Linked DNA regions of Mus musculus: region 1 is linked to region 2. The links are chromatin contacts, called in public Hi-C maps. All regions are on one chromosome and are shown on one strand. The core of a region is the stretch at or near the end of the contact, and the rest is flanking DNA. Distances in the headings are between cores, read along the strand shown. Region 1 has its middle 11 kb from the start of Gtsf1l. Region 2 overlaps L3mbtl1 (L3MBTL1 histone methyl-lysine binding protein).

The links. Hi-C and Micro-C count contacts between places; a contact is called where the count stands out from the background.
Region 1: a contact with region 2 is called in a Hi-C map of liver, with 4 times the contacts expected there. The contact joins two enhancer-like sites. A contact is called at or near these places in 10 of 39 promoter capture datasets (the C10 cell line, the HPC-7 cell line, HPC-7-derived erythroid cells and 4 more), 4 of 15 datasets of contacts at CTCF or cohesin (the G1E-ER4 cell line, embryonic stem cells, large pre-B cells and 1 more), 12 of 484 Hi-C or Micro-C datasets (B cells, the G1E-ER4 cell line, the N1E-115 cell line and 2 more), 8 of 115 datasets of contacts at active chromatin or transcription factors (all in embryonic stem cells) and 5 of 9 other capture datasets (adipose tissue, embryonic stem cells, liver and 2 more).

What each region holds. Positions count from the first base shown.
Region 1 is chr2:163,098,847-163,102,058 of GRCm38.p6, forward strand. No RefSeq gene overlaps it. Among named protein-coding and RNA genes, the nearest start is that of Gtsf1l, 11 kb to the left of the region's middle. Within about 2 kb of position 1,860, at least 21 of the 459 cell types and tissues checked have an H3K27ac peak or open chromatin away from gene starts, as enhancers often do. A contact at or near this core is called in the N1E-115 cell line, liver and pancreatic islet, where this site is marked.
Region 2 is chr2:162,972,057-162,975,316 of GRCm38.p6, forward strand. L3mbtl1 (L3MBTL1 histone methyl-lysine binding protein) reads left to right here. Exons shown (of 23, transcript NM_001081338.2): 23 at 2,332-3,260. The coding sequence ends at 2,466. Among named protein-coding and RNA genes, the nearest start is that of Sgk2, 14 kb to the right of the region's middle. Within about 2 kb of position 1,770, at least 84 of the 459 cell types and tissues checked have an H3K27ac peak or open chromatin away from gene starts, as enhancers often do. A contact at or near this core is called in the N1E-115 cell line, liver and pancreatic islet, where this site is marked.

The DNA of each region.
Region 1 (3,212 bases), core at 610-3,109, 130 kb after region 2:
ATGCCACATAGCCTTAGTTAGAGTACTTCCCTTTCTCCTGGTAAAACCCTGTTTAGCTCTGAGATGCTTCCCCACCCTAATGAGGCATCTCGGTACCCTTAGTCCTCAGCCAATCACCTCTGCCCATCCTGGATGCTACATACTCACTGGGCTTGCAATCCTCCCCGCCAACCCCCAATCCCAATTTCTCCGCTCCCACTTCCTGAGCCTTTAGGCAGATGATCAGGGAAAGCAGGGAGAACCACAAGGAAACGCCCCAAGGAAAGTTCCAAACCGTTTGCTCTGCTAAGACCATATCTTCGGTAAAGTGTGACTTCCCACTTTATGTGACTGATGCTCTTTTTGTGGCACCTCCATCCCAGCTCAGGAGAAGCCATGGCACTAGCCCTGTAGGGAGTCAGCAGACACTCTGGCTCTTGCTCCATACAACCCAGAAGGTGCCTTTTCATGACCAGGGACCCAGGCTGCAGTTTCGGACCCCTGAAAGGCCACATACGGAGACAGCATTGGTAGCAATTCATCTACCCTGGAAACCGCATCGTAGGAGGTAGGCTCTTAGGGTGTTTAATGGCCAAACACACATTAGCGCAGCGAGCAGATGTTAAGTCCATTAGTGACAAAGGGAGATCAGAGTGCCTGTGCTTCTAAAAGATGTCTTGAGTGGTCCTCCAGCCTCTAGCCTGCTCCTAGCATTTTTTTTTTTTTTCTGAGTCTGGGACCTGAGAGGTTGCTCACCATGGTAACCTGAGCAGAGAGCAGGATGTGCACACATCTGTCTGGGTAGTGCTTTCCAGACCTGTCCACATAGAGAGGACCCGTAATGTAGGTGAGATCAGAGCTGCTCTCCTCTGCCTTGCATCTTTTTCCAAGAGATGCCACCAACAGCTGCTAACATGGGCACCAACAGCTGCTAACATGGGCACAGAGAGGGGAAGATTCAGACTGCGTAGAAACAGCTTCCCCCAAAATGAAAATCCATGGGTCAGGGGAGGGGGCACCATCCGCACAGCTCTGAGGAAGCCATCATCCCGTGTAGCTGCTTTCAGGCCACCCACATTTCTATCTCTAGCCCCCTGCCTTGTTCTGTAAGTAACGTTAATAAACTCATTGGTCCCCTAGGGGAACCTTGGTGGATCTGGACCTTACTTAGGAGGAAGCAGGTAGATGTCGCCTGGCCTCGACCCAGGGTGAAAATTCTGTGCATATTCCAGTTTATAATCAGAGACTCGGTCACACAGCAGGCTTCCTAGCAGCGTCAGCTGTCAGCCAGGGGGCAGGGCCAAGCATTTCCTACTCATCTGAGTCCCTGGTGAGCTCTAAGGGCACCTCCTACCGACAATGGACTTCCTACGCTACTAACTTATTTTATTTGTCGATTGTGTGTCTATGTGGGTGTCTGTGCACTGTGAGTACAGATGCCCCTGGAGGTGCAGAAAAGAGCCTGGGGTCCTTTAGAGTTATAGGCAGCTGTGTGTCTCTGGACATAGGTCCTAGGAACCGTAATTGGGTCCTCTGCAAGACCAGCCTGTGCTCCTGACTCCTGAGCCACCTCTCTCCATGCAGGCTATTCTCTTGTCATTAAAACTCTACTCCGTACCCGGTACTAAGCTGCCTTCACTCTCCCCCTGCTTTTAAAATTGGGTGTCCACAAACCCGGGCCCTTCCCAGCTGTTTTCAAGAAGCTGCGCGTGAGGCTGGCTTCCTCTTACCTGCTCTGCCTCATGAACTTAATGTTTGTTGTTTTGCTTTTCTCCCCAGCTTTCTCTCAATGCTTGTTTTCCCTCCTGGGTTACACGCTTTGTTTATTTTCCAACTTCCTTGTTTAATGACAAAGTCCTGTAGCGATGGGGAAAGGGGTGTTGGTTTTGGTTAGTTCCCCAAGTTTCTCTGCCTGAGGTTCCAGCTCCCGCTACGCTCTGAACTGCTTATAACTGACATTCTCTTCCTTTGTTTGAGCTGAGCAATTAGGAAATACATTTCCAAGTGATTGGTTTTTGTTTACCTTGGGTGTGACATTTCTGTCTTCATTGCATTGTGGATGTTGTGGCCTGGCCAACAATGGCTTTTTAATGACCCGGGTGCTTCTGTGACCCAGAACCTATCAGTGCTCAAATCCAGGACACAGTGCTTTTTTTTTTTTCTTTTCCCAAAATGGAAATATTTATGTTTTAATTTTTAAAGTTGTTTTAAATGATTTATTTATTCAGCTTGTGGGTGCACAATGTGCCATGTAGCACATGTATGTGCGTGCATGCGCGTGGTGTGTGTGTGTGTGTGTGTGTGTGTGTGTGTGTGTGTGTGTGTATGTGTGAAGCCGCTGTGCTTCACCCACCAAGTGAGGCCTGGAGATCAAAGTCAGGATGACAGAGCTTGGTGCCGGGTACCTTTGTAGGATGAGCTGTCAAACGTCACAAGAGGCTTGTTTTTAAATGTCAATCCCGATTTTTGTCTTCAGTTATGTTCTCCGCTTCTCTGTCTTCCTCCTCTGCCATAGCACATGGAATTGGTTTTCCCAGGTACTGCCGGAACTCAGGTTGCTTTGTTGTTGTTGTTTCTGTGGTGTTGGGGCTTGAGCTGAGCACACTGTGCTTTCATGGCAAGAGGTCACCACTGAACTACCCTGCTAGCCCCTCTTGGCTCTCTTTTACAGTAGATTATTCTCACAAATACATTTAGTTGTGGCACAGAAATAGAACTGGTAGTACTCAAAAGTCTGAAGTTTGGGAACACCGATAATGAAGGAGTTATGGCAGCATCAAAGACTAAACCAGGAGCTTCGCGCTGACACGGGTACCCAGCGACCAGGAGGTCACTAGCTGGTAGGGGACCCTCGCGACTGACCTCAATTTGGGAAGCCCGCTGCTGCTACGCATCCATACACCACCAGAGGGCAGCACTTCCCCGGTCTCTACTATGGGCCGGAGATCAGCTCAATAGGGAGGAATTTATTCCTTGGGACTGAAGTCTGGGACACACTTCCCTCCAAAGTTATCTGGGCATTTGACAACTGGAGAGAGAGGGGGAAGAGGGGAGGGGGGGGGAAAGGGGGAGAGAGGGAGAGAGGGAGAAGAGATTTAAACCTACTCCATTAGTGTCTTAGAGGCTGTGGGTGGGCCGAGGTGGCAGCTTGGGGATTTGGACAGCAGACGCTTGACAATTTGGAGAGCAGTGCTCCTGGGAGAAGGGGAGGTGAGCCTAACCAGCGCCCCCCC
Region 2 (3,260 bases), core at 520-3,019:
CCTTGAGTGTGTTTAAGGCTTCCTTACAAAACAACAGAGGCATTCCCTTGCAGCAGCACAGTGTGGTCTCTGGTCTTGCCCCTGTATTGCCCATCTTATCTATGCTCTCTGCGTGTCAGTCCAGACAGACTCCTACTTCTAGAACATTCTGACCAACACAGAGTAAACGCATTAAGCTCTTTCTCCCTGGAATGGCTTTTTTTTTTCTCTCATTTGCTTAGGGGTTTGGTTTGGTTTGGTTTGGTTTGGTTTGGTTTGGTTTGATTTTGGTACTTGGAGTTAAGCCCCCAGCTTCTTGCATGCTAAAACAGTCCTTTATCACTGCTCAGTAGCGATGTCCACCACCCACCCACTCCAGATGACCGAGGTGAATAGCCAATGCCACCATTTTATGAAACACGTGGACTTGAGTCCACTTCCATCAAGACAGAATATCCCCATCATACCAGAAAGTTCTGCCTCAGCCTCTTCTGGTCGGGCCTCACCCCAAAACATAACCACTGTAGATCGTCATATTTTTTTTAGCACTGTGGATTTATAGATTGGCTTTGCCTGTTCTTGAACTGTGTGCGCGGGATCAGACAGCGGTGCTCTGTGGGTCTCTCTTCGTTCCCTGTAGTGCTGTGACGTGCTGCATACACTCAGAGTTTTTCTCCACTTGATGCTCAGGGGGCAGCTCTCCTGTCCATGGACATTTAAAGGTTTCCCTCTCAGTCCCATGCCTCACAAACCCCTTGCCCTGCCTTCTCCCCCCTTCTCCCTCCCCATAGCTGGCTTTGGGGACTGGAATACACACTTCTCAGCCTTTCACACACTGGCTCCATCTGTCTGGGGATGAGGCAGCTGGAAGTAAATTGCAGACCTCACGGTCTTTCACCTCTGACCACTGTGACTCGTGACTTTTTAAAACAACGCTGTTATTGCGAAAGCAAGCAATCAGTACTAGCTTCTCTGACCTACCGACCAAGCCCTGCCCTTCCCCACATTTCTTGTCACCTCAGAACGTTTTTTAAAAAATCGTTCTTGAGCCAAATAAGGCCCATATAAATTATTTCAGGTGTTTTGTAGCCCTTCAATATCTCCTGTTCTAGGAGAGTATTCTCTTTTTTTTATTAGGTATTTTCCTCGTTTACATTTTCAATGCTATGAGAGTATTCTCTTATCTTGTCTCTCACTCTCTTTTTTTTTCCTTGTGATATATATTTTTTTAAAAAGTCTCGGAGTCAGGACCAGCAAGTTGGCTAATAAGCTGGTAAAGGTGCCTGACACCAAGCTTGAAGACCTGAGTTTGATCCCTAAAACTCCCATGATGGAAGGAGAGCGCTGACTCCTGGAAATTGCCCTCTGGCCTCCACACACGTGTAGTAATGTGCACACATTCAACACCAACACTCACATCCGTACATACACAAAGTAAATAACTTTAATAGAAGAAGGCTTACAACTAAAAATCAGATCCAAAAGCTTGTTTACATTGGAGTGTTCTCCATCTCTCTGATTTGGGGGGCAGGAATAGGTCAGAGGTTACAGTGAACCCCATGCGATAGCCCTCAAAATCCCCAGCTTGCTGTTAGTCGCCCTGAGCTTGACAGGTGGGTCCCCACAGGCAGCTGTGGGGTTTCTGTTGTCTTTGTTTTTGTTTGTCTTTGCTCTCTTTTGGCTTCGGGCGGTTCACAAATGCTAGATCCCACGCGTAGATATGGAAGCTGTTGCCCCGGTTACAAAGTGAGTCCAGGCAGTGTTTTTAAAGCTGATGACTAATGAGTGAAGCCGCTCAGACCAGGAGCCAGGATTGCTCCTGAGACGGGCGAGCGTGCAGTCTGTGCAACAATATCCTGGGGCCCTGTGCTTAGAAGGACCTGGCAGCTGGCTTGGTGCTCTGCTGCCACTATTTTGAAATTCTTGCAAACTTTCAAACAAGAAGCTCCGAGTTGTCGTTTGGTAGCAAGCCCCACAACTGTGTCAGCAGCAACTGTTTTCTCGAAGCTACTGTCTGTAAGGGCTCCAAAGACGCTTTTCCAGTGTACATGTCTGACACAGAGCAGTCAGCAGAAAGACAAAGAAAAGCTGAATGTGTGTGGTGCGGGGGACCAGGCTTCTTGCGTTCCTTCTCCGCCCCCATTGTTGTCTTCCTTCTCTCCTTTTTCCCTCCCTTGTCTTTTCTTTTTGCCCTCCCTCCCTTCCCTACCCACCACATGCCCTTTCTCCCCTCCCCCTACTTCCCACCATATCTGCCCCTACCTTCCTTTCACCTCACCCCCACCACCACACCTGACCTCCCCCCCCCATACCTTCCCCCCCCATCTCCTTCTCACTCTCCCACCCCCTCAGATGATTGACGGCGAGGCCTTCCTTTTGCTGACACAGGCGGACATTGTGAAGATCATGAGTGTCAAGCTAGGCCCAGCCTTGAAGATCTATAACGCCATTCTCATGTTCAAAAACACTGACGATGCCTTTAAGTGACTGGTTGGGGGCGGGGAAGTGGGGGCTCCTCCCATCCTCGCGGGGCTCCCTCTGCAAATGGTGCTTCTCTCCCAACTTGAGTTCTGCACCCCTGCCCTCACTGTCTGACTAGATGTGCGGGAGCAGAGGAGCCTGGGGAAGCAGGTCTCAGCCCTCGGTCCTAGAGTTCAGTTGCCCCGGGGAAGGTGTGACTAAACCGAGACCTGACTGATATAAGGGCCGCAGGTATCCTGGCTGGGGTAGCCTACAGCTTTAGCCACCTTGGTTATTGTCTTAGGAATTAGGAGGAGCTAGGTAGGGTAGGCATCCTCTATTCAGACCTATGTCGCTTTTTGGCATCTCTATGTCCTTTCTCCTCCTTGGCCCATCTCCTCCTACGAAGAACTGGCCATGACCTTGGTGTGCACATTTTACACATGATAGGCGCCTCCCTCCCTGTCCGCTGTTGGCTGTATACCCTTGCTCCCCGTTCATGGTCCAGCCAGGCCCCATGGCTCTCTTCCCCCATAGATGCTTAAGACTCAGAAATATGGGAGCATCTTACTAGGAGCCTCTGGCTGTCTTCTCCCTTTTGCCTCTAGGCAGAGATTGAGAGCCCAGGCACCACCTTCCTGAACACGTTCAGTTCAAGATCACTCGGCGTTGAAGTGGGCAGTACGGAGTGAGCAGATGGTTAGAGCCCATGTCCTAACAAGCAGGGCCTAAGTTCCCTGCTGCTGTCTCTATTGGGTGTGGGGGGAGATGAAGTCTGCCCTGGCAAGCGGTCCTGACTAGGACGTCAGACACACTGGAGG